Linked DNA regions of Muntiacus reevesi: region 2 is linked to region 1. The links are chromatin contacts, called in public Hi-C maps. All regions are on one chromosome and are shown on one strand. Each heading gives the region's core, a stretch centred on a gene start, on an enhancer-like site or on the middle of the called end of the contact. The rest is flanking DNA. Distances are from core to core; before and after follow the strand shown.

What was found. A called contact is a pair of places that touch in the nucleus more often than the background predicts.
Region 2: a Hi-C map of blood shows a contact between it and region 1, with 4 times the contacts expected there. The contact joins the promoter of GSK3B here to the promoter of TIMMDC1 in region 1. A contact is called at or near these places in 2 of 3 Hi-C or Micro-C datasets (blood and muscle).

The regions. Positions count from the first base shown.
Region 1 is chr8:43,074,518-43,081,475 of mMunRee1.1, forward strand. TIMMDC1 (translocase of inner mitochondrial membrane domain containing 1) reads left to right here and starts at 4,863. Exons shown (of 9, transcript XR_010664274.1): 1 at 4,863-5,532. It overlaps POGLUT1 (protein O-glucosyltransferase 1), which reads left to right. Exons shown (of 11, transcript XM_065943466.1): 11 at 1-2,205.
Region 2 is chr8:43,620,913-43,628,109 of mMunRee1.1, forward strand. It overlaps GSK3B (glycogen synthase kinase 3 beta), which reads right to left and starts at 3,992. Exons shown (of 13, transcript XM_065943558.1): 1 at 2,899-3,992. The coding sequence starts at 2,986.

The DNA.
Region 1 (6,958 bases), core at 3,613-6,112:
TGCATTTGGCCATTTAAACTCCCTTTCACGAAACTATAAGTCTATGGACCTTCTTAGAGGACTTTCTGATAAGATCATTGCATAGAACAGGGCAAATGTTTAAAATTGAATTTTGTCTTTGAGTATTAAAAACTCATGGGGACTGTGTCCTTAGGTGCTATAAATCTGGCAATAAGACATCCAGATTTCTGAGTTGTACTGTGGTTTTGCCTTATCAATAGGAGGCCCTGGTAAATATTATCATTCTATTTTAATTTTCTTCTGACTAAACCAAAAGCTTAAAGAGATGGGAATACCAGACCACCTTACCTGTCTCCTGAGAATCTAAAAGCAGGTCAAGAAGCAAAAGAACCAGAAATGGAGTAACAGACTGGTTCCAAATTGGGAAAGGAGTACGTCAAGTCTGTATATTGTCAACCTGCTTATTATTAATAACTTCTATGCAGAGTACATCATGCGAAATGGCAGGGTGGATGAGTTCCAAGTTGGAATCAAGATTGCCAGGAGAAATATCAGCAACCTCAGATATGCAGATGATACCATGGCAGAAAATGAAGAACTAAAGAGCCTCTTGACAAGGATGAAAGTGGAGTGCAAGTTGCTCAGTCATGTCCGACTCTTTGCGACACCATAGACTATACAGTCCATGGAATTCTCTAGGCTGGAATACTGGAGTGGGTAGTCTTTCCCTTCTCCAGAGGATCTTCCCAACCCAAGGACTGAACCTGGTTCTCCCACATTGCAGGCGAATTCTTTAACAGCTGAGCCACAAGGGTAAAAGAGGACAGTGAAAAAGTTGACTTAAAACTCAACATTCAGAAAACTAAGATGGCATCTGGCCCCATTACTTCATGGCAAATAGATGGGGAGGGGGGAATGGAAACAGTGACAGACTTCATTTTCTTTGGCTCCAAAATCACTGCAGATGTTGACTGCAACCATGAAATTAAAAGACACTTACTTCTTGGAAGAAAAGCTATGACAAACCTAGACAGTGTTTTAAAAAGCAGAGACATCACTTTGCCAACTAAAGTTCATATAGTCAAAGCTATGGTTTTTCCTGTAATCATGTATAGATGTGAGAGTTGGAACATAAAAAAGGCTGATCGCTGAAGAATTGATGCTTTTGAATTGTGTTGCTGGAGAAGACTCTTTGAGAGTCCTTTGGACAGCATGAAGATCACACAAATCAATCCTAAAGGAAATCAACTCTGAATATTCATTGGAAGGACTTATGCTGAAGCTCCAATACTTTGGCCACCTGATGCGAAGAGCCAGCTCATTGGAAAAGACCCTGATGCTGGGGAAGGTAGCGGGCAGGAGGAGAATGGGACAACAGAGGATGAGATGGTTGGATGGCATCACCAACTCAATGGACATTAGTTTGAGCAAACTCCAGGAAGTGGTGAAGGACAGGGAAGCCTGGCATGCTGTATTCTATGGGGTCACAAAGAGTCAGACACAACTTAGCGACTGAACAACAAAACTAAGAGCAAAATTTTCTGTCCTTTGGATTAGCAGCTGAAGGTGCATTTCCCCTGAAGTCTTTCCAACTCAAGCATTATCTCTCAGACTCCTTATTTTCATTACTTTAGGCAGTTAGAGGCTATCATAATATTTTTCTCAAGCCTGTATTATATGACATCACACTGTACTGTAGTTATTTGACTGTTTCTCCTGCGAGCTTTTTTTTTTTCCCCTATGAGCTTCTTGATGGGTAGGAATCATGTTTTACTTACCCCAGTTTCTCCATTATCCAGCACAGTGCCTCACACAGAAGAATGCACAGAACAATGTTGGAAGGATGGATGGATGGATGGGGACAGTAGGCTTAACTAAATCCTGTTTACAGACTGCCCAGCCACTGGCTTCAAGAGAGATTGGACAAGACTGTAAGAATTGGATCAATGCAACTTCTCATCTGTCCTTTGAAGAGTTAATAAGACCATTTGCATTTAAGTACAGCAGATGTTATTCAGATTTTACATGTATTTGTTTACCTCAGTGTAGATGATAATGAAGATGGGTATGACATATAAAATGTATGGTTTTGAAAGTAATTTTTTATCTCCATAACTTTTGAAATTTGTTTTTTTGTTAATATTAGCTGAATTCCAAACTTACCCTTTCCTTCTCAGAGATAAAAGCCACACTTTTCTTCAAGAAAAGAGAATAACTGAGTTTATTTGAGTAAAGTGAGATACTTGGATAACACAAGGAATGATATTTCTTTATTTGGGGAGTATCATCTGTGTGATGTCAGTGTTCCACCTTATTCTGCTGTTACATCAGGTTTTCCTAGTAGAAGAAAATAGAAACAAAGATGCCTTCACTTAACATAACCCCACTGCATCCCAAGGGAGGGTGTGTGTTGAACAGAAGGGTACAATTACAAATCACTTATTTAATAATTTATCAAATACTTGAGAATTTACTGTATACAAACAGTGGGAGATAAGAAAATGTTTACACCAGGCTCCCTAGCATGAAGCAGCTCTCTAGTTGAGATGACAAAGTAGAAACAAAGTCTGAGAGGCTGCATAGGCAGAAGGTGATTAAGGGGACACAAGGCCTTAATCATAAGGCCAATTATTCATAAAGACAACATGGATTTGAAGTTTAAAGGTAGAAGACATTTCTGTCTGATGCAGATTGGAAACTTCATGGAGGTAAAAATTGAGTTACACTTTGAAGGTTAAATGGTCCCTGGAGTTTTGAAGGTTTCTTCTCTTTCCCTGTGGTAACAGCTTATATCATACTTAATATAATTTATGTAGCAAGGGTAGTACCCGGAGAACCTAGGAGGGATAGGGAACCTGACACCTGGGGGAAAATTCATGATGGGGCAAGAGGCTATTGAGTTCTGTAAGCAGAAATCAGCAAGAGGTCTGAGGGTAGAATAGCGGTTCCAGACAGTGTGGTGACTGCACTGAAATTTTTCCGATACCTTTACTCTGGTGGCAAAGGTATATCCTGGAAAGGATCAAGCTAAATATGAAACGGTGGTCCAAGTGAACCGAATAACACGTTTTGGTTTAATGTTGCTCTGAGAACCTTCAAAAAAACACACCACAGAAAAGGGAGAGTACTTCCATAGTGGTAAAGGAAGGTAAAGAGAAGGGGGCAAAAGAGGATGAGATGGTTGGATGGCATTACCGAATCAATGGACATGAGTTTGAGCAAACTCAGGGAAATAGTGAAGGACTTGGAAGCCTGGCGTGCTACAGTCCGTGGGGTCAGTCAGACACAACTTAGCAACTGAACAACAGGAAAGGAAGGTAAATCCCAAGGGCATGGAGCAGCAGGAGAGTAGGAGAGTGACAAGTAGTCTCAGGAGCTGAGGTGGAATAGCAGCAAGTGTGAGCAGGCCGAGGATCTGGAGACTTCTTGAGTGATCAGATGACAAAGGGAACCTTAAGAAAGAGGCTTAGTTACCCAAATGAGAAGGCAGGTATGGCATTAGCAAAATTTGCCTGTTAATCTCATTTGTTATCTATAAGGTAGTGAGGGAGCATTTAAGTATATAAATGATTTCAGTAATACCTGCCCACACTCCCACCCTCCAATTTAAAGTCCTCCTCATCCCAGAATGATTGTGGAGTCATCTTAAGCATTTAGATTTTCCACATGTAGGCCAGACAGATTGCACAGCCATTTCCTTGAGTTTTCACGCCTTGGTACTTTATATGGGGCCCACCTCTGCCTGTATGGGTTAGGCAGCAATCTGCAGCCAGAGTCAGGAGTCAAGGGGTCTGAAGTCCTGATTCAAAGACTTACGTGAATGTAGGTACTGGAGATACATAAAATGCACGTACATGATCCCTGACCTCAAAGTTAGTCTACTGAGACACACAGTAAATAGGAAATAATGATGCGAAGTAGTAAATGCTGATGGGAATTGAATTTAATCCCCTCTCCCAGACACCAGAGATCTTCCTGGCGCCATGACTAACTCAGCTAGTCACTGTTATCAGTCAGTTCCCAGCGCCCTATCTATAGAATTCCAGCTGTCAAATTCCAGAAATCTATTTACCTTATCTCACTAAAGAGTGTAACGGTTTAGACTTAAACCTAGAAAGGAATAAGGATGAGTAAGGATTGGTTGCTGGCAGAGCTTAAATGAAATAACACAAACCAGTTTGAGAATATTTTAAATGCGTACGTTTTAATAAAAACTACACTTTGAAGTATACGTTAATGAAAGCTGTAGTGGCGGGATATTATTGCTATTATAACTATTAAGTCAACATCTGGAAGAAATTCCAGAAAGTGTCCTGCCTTTTGAGAAACAGTAGGCATATAAACTAAGGGGAGTAAAACCTATCTTGTGGAGCCCAGAGCGGATTTCTTTAAAGAGTGTTCTGGAAATCTCGGGGCACCCGGCACCAATACTCCTCTTCAACGCCTCGGTCTTTTCTGAAAACCAGAATGAACCCCGTCCAGCCCAGAAGTCTGTGACTGAGTAGGTCAGGATGCATTTGGCCAAATTGCCTTCCTCTTTCCGTACTCCACTTGTAATGAACACCGCACTTTTTCTTCTTCACAGCATTTGTGCTGTTTTAAATGGCTTCCCTGATAGCTCAGTTGGTTAAGAATCCGCCTGCAATGCAGGAGACCCTGGTTCGAGTCCTGTGTCGGGAAGATCCATGGAGAAGGGATAGGCTATCCACTCCAGTATCCAGTACTCTTGGGCTTCCCTTGTGGCCTCGCTGGTAAAGAATCCGCCCGCAATACGGGAAACGTGGGTTCAATCCCTGGGTTGGAAGATCCCCTGGGAACGGGAAAGGCTACCCACTCCAGTATTCTGGCCTGGAAAATTCCATGAACTCTACAGTTCATAGGATCGCAAAGAGTCGGATACGACTGAGCCACTTTCACATCAGCATAAGACCGCATCTTTCCGCTTGCAATCTACCTACCACCCTGCTTTTCTGTCGCAGAAGGGTGAGGAGGACGGCACCGGAAGTCACACTGCGCTGAGCGTGGCTCCTTGCCACTACCTCATTTCCGGCGGGCTGGCCTGGCACCGTCCCGCCCCCAGCCGGAAGTGTGTTCGGATCCGGTTCCGCCTTTGCGCCGTCCCGCAGCCCTTGCCTTCGTTGGGGAGGGACTTCCTGTCTCGTGTGTCCAAGTTCCTCCAAAGTTAGGCTTGGCACCGAGGGCCTGTGTGTCAAGCGGTGTGTCGGCGGATATGGCCGCAAATTAACTCGGGGCTAGTGTAAAGATACTCGCCCATTCCTTCTTGCAGTCACCCTCGCTCATCCCCTGCCGCACCTCTGTGAGGCCTTGGCCTCCTAAGCGCCCAAGCGAGTGTCTATCGACAGGTTCGGAGAGGGTCATGGAAGCGCGGCCGCCGGCCCCACGGAGCTTCCTTTGCAGGACGCTGAGTCCTTTTCCTCGGGTCTTTGCTGCCGAAGCTGTGGCCGCCGATCCCAAGGCTCTTGTAGAGGACCAGGAACTGTCTTCCTTCGTCTCAGAGCCCCAATACCCGGAATCCGGATGGGACCGCCTCCGGGAGCTGTTTGTCAAAGAGTAAAAGTGCCTACGGTCTGTGGGGAGGGGCTACGAAGGAGGTGACCTGCAGCCTGGGTCATCTGGGGCGAAGGACCCCAGGGTGGTGTGATTTATTTTTGTGGAATTTGGAGTTTAATGTAATGTACTCCAAGCTTTTATCCTAACATTGCTATTTGGTAGTTCTGTTGATTGACAGGCCGGTTATCAGATGGAGAGGGTGAGACTAACTGAAAGTAAGAACTTTTAGGAATGTTTAGGGACTCTAAACATAGTGTTTAATATAATCCCCTGACTTTACAAATTAGAAGAATTAGAGCAAGCTACTTGGTGACCCTAGAACCAACATCTGGAGGACTCCATTATTCTTTCTCGTGTATCACTTGATCCCAGATTCTGATGCTTCTTGAACAGTAGCCCTCCTCCCCGCCACAAAAATGGAGGTTGGGGAGAGAACACAGTTGTTAAAATTTTTATTCTGCCAAATAAGGAATGTATAAAAAAAAAGTAGCAACTGTTGTTGCAAAGATATTAGCTGGATTCACAAGTAAAGCGGTGTCAGAATAAATGATAAATAACCCTCTAAATTGAATTAACTTTAATGAAAAACTCAGGATAATTAATTTCATCATTTTTATTCCTCACCGGTGAAAAGTTTTCCCTTTTTGTGAAGTTCTTTACCATATACTACACTGTAATGTCAACTGGTTAAATTAACATTGAAGCTTTATTATGTTGCTGAAATAGAGCAGGGGAGCCAGTGGAATTGTGTTTAATTACTTTCTTTAGATTTCATCATCTTATTTTAAAGATAATGAGGCTGCCCTTCCATTGGTCATTCCAGATTTATTTGAGGTATTTGTGAACGATCCTATGTAGTACACAACAGAAAAGGTTTATTTTTGTTGATTTATTTATTTTTAATTGGAGATAGTTGCTTTACAATGTTGTGTTAGTTTCTGCCATACAGCAACATGAAACAGCGATAGGTTCCCTTCCTCTTGAACCTCCCCTCCCAACCTCCCACCCCATCCCACACAAGTAAGTTGTCACAGAGCACCAGGTTGGGCTCCCTGTGTTACACAGTGGCTTCCCATTAGCTGTCTGTTCACTTTACATATGGTAATGTATATATTTCAATGGAACTATCTCAATTCTTCCCACCCTTGCCTGCCCCTGCTGTGTCTATAAGTCTGTTCTCTATGTCTGAATCTCTATTCCTGCCCTACAAATAGGTTCATCAGTACCATTTTTCTAGATTCCATGTATATGCATTAATATATGATATTCGTTTTTCTGACTTAACTTCACTCTGTATAACAGGCTCTAAGTTCATCCACCTCACTAGAACTGACTCAAATTCATTTGAAAAAGGTTATTTTGATCAGCTTTATAAGCCCCAGAACGTTGGAGCTGAAGGAAAATTGAAAGATAATTTAATATAACT
Region 2 (7,197 bases), core at 2,742-5,241, 550 kb after region 1:
AACAAACTGTTAAAGTTAAAATACGATTGCCAGTAACCAACTGCTGTCTGTTGAATTTCAAGAAAATCTATTGCATATTAAATTTTTACAAAGTGAACTCATCTATCATCTCAGCACTTTCTCAACTTTCCCATTACAATCAACAATATAACTTGGCGGTCAAATCTTCCAGACCAGTAACATCAGAATTTATTTTTAACTCCTGACTCCTTCCCAAATATTCCCCCCTTCAATCCAATCCAAAGTCCTGCCAGTTCATTCACGCTGTCTCTCAAACGTGTTCTTTTCATCCAATTTCCAATTTTGCTTTATATTCTCTCGTTATTCACAACATACTCTACTACTCCCTAAAAGGGATCTGATGTCTGGTTTCTAACTCATCAACTTTGCTGCTCAAACCATCTTCAAATATTTTGTTCAGCAACCTATAGTACATTCCAAACTCTCTTGAATCTCAACCAAAGTCATAAGATCCCTCTGATTTCCATCAGTTAACATATTTCTCAAATTCCATCTCTTCTTATTTTCCTATTTAGGCCCCTTTTATTCAGATTTACTAACCTGCTTTATAAATACAAAAGTACAAAAGTCACCATCTCTGTGCCTCTATCCGTTCTGTCCACCTAGGATCCTTTATGCTTTTCAATTCAAGTTACTGCCCCTTTAACAGCTGCCTTAAAACATACCTCTGTAAGAAGTCTTCCCTCCAAGCCATCTACTTCATGCCTTTATTTTTTGTCCCTCTGAACAAAATATTCTATTTGCATTTATAGTCTTGCAGTCATCATATTACTGTTCTCACGTTTTGTCCCATAATCTGCCTCAAAAACTAAGCTTTCCAAACCAAGGACTATAATTTCTTATCGCTTAAAAAGGGGTCCCTTAGAACACCAGCACTCCAACAAACACTTTCTTCCAAAATGCATTTAAAGTTAAGGTTGTCAAAAACACATAGTCAGCACTGAACTCCAACTTCTTAAATGTTAAGCTGACCTGTATGGTAACAGAAAAGTCAACATTTTAACCTGCACTTTCCAAGAGTTGCTCCATCTTCAGTCAACATCCACACAGGATTCAAAGAAAATCCTGTGAACTAAATGAAAAGTCCCCAAATTTAGTATTATTAGGTATACCATTCTGCTCTCTGAATAAACTAATTACCCAAAATTGATTTCGAGTGGTCTTTAAACCAAGATGAAAAACATCCTAACACTCCAGTACCACAAGAGGCTCTTAAGGAGCTATTATAAGATTTGCTTCATCATAGCTGAAAATTACCCCAGAATTTTAAAATATTCCTCTCAAATGACCCCATGAATTGCTTAGAAAGCTTGACCATTCCCTGAAAGATGCATCATCAGCTTCCCTCTTCACATACTCTGCATTCTGAACTAGCTAGTCACCAAAAAAAAATTTAACTCTCAAAAATAATCTCCCATTCAGCTATTACCTTAGACTACCCTGTTTCAGACAAGTTCCAAAAGCCATCATGAATTGAAATCCTGAGTTCAAATAAGAGTGTTCATTTTATAATCAGTTTCACATAACAGCATATACTTTTTTTTTATCTCAATTCAATTCTCTCCTTCTTCTAAGCAGCAAAACAGTTTTTCTTTGCCCTCATCCATGCCCCTTTCTGAAGGAATAAGGAAACTATAACACAGATATTTTTGTCAAATTCTTTAAGTATGTTTAAATAAGCTGTCATTAAACATCACATAAACATATCCATAAGTAGAGATACATTAAAACACTGGATAATGAGTATACCAAACACTGAAAATACACTTTTTGAGCACAAATCTGGGAAGAGTATAGACGTCTAGCAACAACCTTGAACAAAGCCCAAACACCCCTATTAAATCTGGGACCACAACCTTCTGCAAAACCTGAGATGGAAAAGTCTAAATCCATATTCTTCTGACTTCATAGTCTTATCTGACTTCGAAAGGAAACCAATGCAAGACTATTGTAAGTAGTCCTAAGAAGGAACCCCTGAACTCTAGATCATTTAGCAAGTACTGAAAGCAATGGCACCCCAAAACTGAACTTCAATGATGAGTCAGTGACAATTAACATTCAACTTACTATTTGGCAACTTGACAACATAAGCCCCATTCAAAACTCGGGCCTACTTTCAAGTTACCTTTTGATTAAACATTAACTCTATAGTGATAGACTGGCAATGTCAAAACGGGAAGGCTAAGAGATAACATATTAAACCACGTATCCAATTTAGAACAATGCATATTGAGATACTACTGCTGCTCTCTATCAGCGGCACCGGTCCCTTCTAAAGAGACGAATCAAAGCTCGCCTTCAAACCGAAATGTGGTTACTTACCAAGTTCATCTCTGGATTAAGAACAAATACTTTGTATAGTCACACAAGCAAGAAAGAAGTGTTAGGAGAAGGTGACATTTACCTCTTCCATTAAGTATACAAAACTATGGTAACCCTCGAGACCTGAGCTAACTATACTATCCCTCATTCCAAAAGACACACTCTGGAAAAGCACATAATGGTTTAGGAATCTTGTCCTTCGCTTTATTCAAAAGGATGAGCAAGTAAACACTTCCATCACTATTTTAAGGTGGAAACACTCAACCACTTAATAAAGCTATCAATTGCTAGAAAACTATAAGAAAAGAACTAAGTTTCAGACAAAATCATCCAAATAAAAATCACATTCCCTCGATTCAAGGTTAATGAGACCTGGGAAGGGATATCGCAGGAGGAAAAAAGGAAGCTGCCTCATCCTTCACTGAAGACAGGTTTTTGCCCTTTCACATTGCCTCTGTTTTATCAGCAGGTCTTGTATTTTAAGATCCTGGTATTTCAAAGTCTCTTATTCAAAGGGGAGGTGGAGAAGGGGTGTAAAATAAAATCAATACTCACTGCTAACTTTCATGCTGCCAAAAGCTGAAGGCTGCTGCACTGGCTTGCAGCTCTCCGCAAAGGAGGTGGTTCTGGGCCGCCCTGACATGATCACTCTTTTTCCGAATCACCTTTTTTCCTTCCTTTCTCCTTTTCTTCCTTTTGTTTTATGTTGGGGTGTTAGGTTAATGATAAATGCAGCATTAAGTTCTCCCACAAGAAAAAGAAAAAGACTTCGTCCTCTTGCCTTTTCACTTCTTTTGTACAGCTATTTAGAAAAGCGAGCGATGTATTTCTCCTTGAAGACAGATCAGTACGGATATTTAACATATAGGCGATCCGGAGCTGGGGGGAAAAATACAATTCTTTCCTCTCCCTTTCCTTGGAGAGCAGAAATGGATGGGAGGTCCTAAAAAATATACATCACGTGAGACGGGGACAAATACTGGATTGAAAATAAGTACTCTGAATATTATATTTTCCTCGGGGATTTTTTTTCCGAGTCAATGAAGAAGGGAAGCGGCGGAAGGATCACGAGTCTCACGCTTGAAAAGAAGGGGGGGATGGGAAGGAGGGAGGGAGAGGGAGGGGTGGCTCGGAGATGCGTCGGGAAACGCTGCGGCTCCGGCAGCGGCAAGGATCCGGCGGGCTGACGGCGGGGGCCCGGCGAACTGGAAGGCGGCGGAGTAGCGAGTCAGTCAGAGTCGGGCGGTGGCGGCGGCGGCGGCTCTTCCCCTCATTGCGCCAGGAGCAGCTGCAGGCGGCGGCTGGATCCAGCGGCCATGGCGGCGGCGGAGGCAGCTCCCTTCAGACCCCAGGCAGCGGCTCCTCGACTGCTCCCCATACGCCGGGGACATGGGAACCCGGCAACCGCTTCCGTCCCTCGGGGCCCCCTCCCCCGTCCAAGGCACCAGCGCGGCCGCTCTCCCGCCCCTCGCTTCTGCACAGTCCCGCTCAGGAAGTGTCCGCGCTTTGCCCCCAGCCCGGAGCCCTGTCAGCGGCTGCGGGGTCGGCTCCTCCTCGCTTCCTTCCTTCCTTCCTTTGTCACTCGGCCCGGGCGGCGGCGGCGGAGGCAGCAGCAGCAGCAGCAGCACGAGCCCGCATTCGCCCGGGTCGGGGGCTGCTCTCTGTGAGGAGTGCCGTCTGCGCAGCCGCCTAGCTCTTCCCCACACCCCCTCCCCCCTCCTACTTGTCCTCCGCCTCCTTCCTCCCCCACCCAGCCTTACACCGCCCAGCGCCCGGCCGCCCGCGTAAGAGGCGTCTGGGAATCGCCGGCCGAGCAGGGCGTCCGCCCCCTTCGACAGGGGAGCCGAAACCCGAGCGGAACCAATCACGGATGTCGTTTGTTTGCGGATCCTCCCGGAAAAAGCCGATTGACCTGAAGAGCCAATCAGGAAGTGTCGCTGGAAATTCACGCCCAAGGACGGAAAATGCCGAAGATAGCCGACCGAGGAAAAGGTGGGTTCGCCTTGTTCTGTGGCTGGCTGGAGGAGAAATTAGGCAAAGACAACAGTGACCAATCAGAGTCGCTGGCCCTCAGGAAAAAGCTTGAAGAGTTAAGGACGGTGAAGCCCGGAGTCGCTGGCGAAACCGCACGGCTGGGCGCCGTGGCCGCTTTGTAATTGGCCGAAACTCCGCTGGGAGTGCAGCTCCCTCGGTGATTGGTGAAGGGAATGGGGCTTCCGAGGACAGTCTGGCCAGTCAGGACGTCTCCTCCCTCGTCGAGGTGGGGAGAAGTAGAGAGCGAAGGGAGGGCGTCTATAAAGCGCCTTCTCATTGGTCTGAAGCTCAGGAGCTGGAATGGGGGCAAAAGGGAAAAGGAGGGAGGCCGAAACTCGTAGCAGTAGCCAATCTGCACCCGCTGCTGTCTAATCGCAAGACCTAGCGGTAGTGTGATTGGCCTTCGGCCTCCGGCGGCAGTCCTAAGGAGCGAGGAGAAGCGCGACTGGGGTCGTGGCGGAAGGTCTGACGGGCTCGCCTGCGGCCACTCGCAGCTAGTGTGGAAACCGCATATAGGGAGCGCGAGCCGGTGCGAAACTGCTGTGGTCGGTGGCGCTGGGTTCCTCGCTCCAACAAACTGAGGGTTGAGGGGCTCTCCCCACCCACTGGAGGCTCTCGGCGGGGCGGGGCTAATTCTGTGCGCCCGGGGCTCCCCTCCGCCCGCGAGAGCGCATCCCGAGCACGGGCGTCTTCCCCGAAAGGGCCAGACAGATCCAGGGCGCCTCTCAGGCTGAGTGCGAATTTTCGGATATTCAACTGAGAACAAAGCTGCTAGAGAGCAGGGCCCCTGGGCGACCGCGCCCCGCCCAGTCGCGGAGGCCATTGATAAGAGTGAGGGCGACTGCGCCTCGTGCGCGCTGCCAAGCCCGGCCTTCCAGAAAGGCCCCTGAGAAATGAGCTCATGCTGGCTGAGCGCCCTTCTAGGGTGCGACCGGTCGGCGCAGAACGGCCCCCGAAAGCAGGTGAGGGGAAGTGCAGTCAAGCCGGATATCCCGAAGCCTCTGAGGCAACCGAGAGCCAGAATAGCCCTTGGTAGTTTTTGCGTTTTTGGAACTAGGGTGATCTATAAAAGTACTATTTAAGTAGGTTTCGCACATAAGCCAGTGTTCAAATTCGTGCGGTGTGCCCAAGGACAGAGAGGTGTGGTTACAGAAAAAGTAAAATGAACAGTTGCCATCCTAATTGTAATCCCATGGTACCTGTAATTTCCACCTGCAGAGTCATCCCTTTCTATTCAGATACCATCTGTAGCGAGCACATATAAAAATTACTTGATCAGGTTGACTAGCTATTGCTTTGGAAAACTGATGAGGAACTTAGGACAGAACAAAGTAAGCTTTGATGGAGGACAGGAAAGGTCTAGATAGGGTTTGCAAACTCGAATGTTTATAGGGGCCAGAAAAGTAAATGAGTGAAACTGGCCTGGTGTAGACAATGGGGAGTGATAAGCAACGTGGCAAATTGGAGTGTCTGAGCTGTAACTGAAAGGAGCAGCTGTTCGGCTCCAGCAGATTGTTACTCTGAAGAATGTGGATACAGTGGTCTGAGATATTCTGTCCCCTTCCCCCCATCCCCGCCAGGAGAAACCCTTATAAAGCATGATATTTGTATGAAATCTCTCGATTTTTACACCAATATTTCCAAACTCTGCAGGCCAAACTAAAAATATTGCAGGGTAGATGTGACCAACCTGCAATCAATTTGTAATCTCAAATCTGGACATAGGTTTTTGATAGCCCAGGAGTGGTAAAAGCTCTTGTTCTTTGCAATGAAGACAGAACATGAAGTCTCTGGATGTCATGGAGAAGGGTAAAGAATGTTGAAAGCAAACTCAGTGCATGGCAGCTTTGTCAAGTGATTGTTGCCTCTCCCTGCAAATTACCATGTAGACCTTTGCCACTAGTCCCTAAAGTGCTGTGAGGTAAAGCTAGAAATCCTGCCTTCTTCTTTACTCCCCATCTCTACTCCCAGTTACACTGGGAGGAAGCTGAATGACAAATGTTAGGTTATACAAATTGGAAACAGCTATTCTATTGTATATAATAAAGTACAAAAATAGTCTACCTTGAAGTTATGATTAATAGCTTTACTGTTGCTGCCTTCAAATATTTTGAACTGACACTTTTAAAAAAATCTGATCAGAGGATGGGGTGGGGAGGTGAGTCTTATAGGAAAACAAAAAATAGTTCAATTTAGAATTAGGACATAAGAAGGGGAGAAATTTATGAGAAAACACAGTACCACTGAAAGTAACATTCAGTGATTGTTTCTCTGACCTTTCAAACTTACTCCACCTTCTCACTTGCTGTTAACCACTTATCAGTTTATAGTAATTTTAATATTTATGTGTTTATAATGTGCCAGATGCTGTTCTTAAGTGTTTCACACATGCTATCTCAGAGTATAATCATACGGTATAAGTACTGTTATCACCTCCACTTTAAAGATAAGGAAACTGAAGGTCAGAAATATATACTGACTTACCTAAGGTCCACAGAGCTAAAGTAAGCAGACCTAGGATTCAGATTCCTTGTACTTCTCTCAAATACAGTTCTCACCTCCCCTGGTCTTGCTTTATCTTAAAGTCTAAGCCTTATGTCTTCAACTGTGTGTGCTTTGGGTTCTGTCAGGGCTCATTGGTTGGTCCCTTGGAGAGATCAGTGATTCCGAGCCAAAGTAACAAACCAGAGGGCTAGAAAAAGATACAGGAAAGCTGAGTGACACAGAATAGGTGAGTGTTGTAGTTGGGGGGAGGAGGTAGGTAAGCCTGTCCAAAAGATAAAATGTACAATGAACTGGCTTCTAGAGTAATAATAAGTA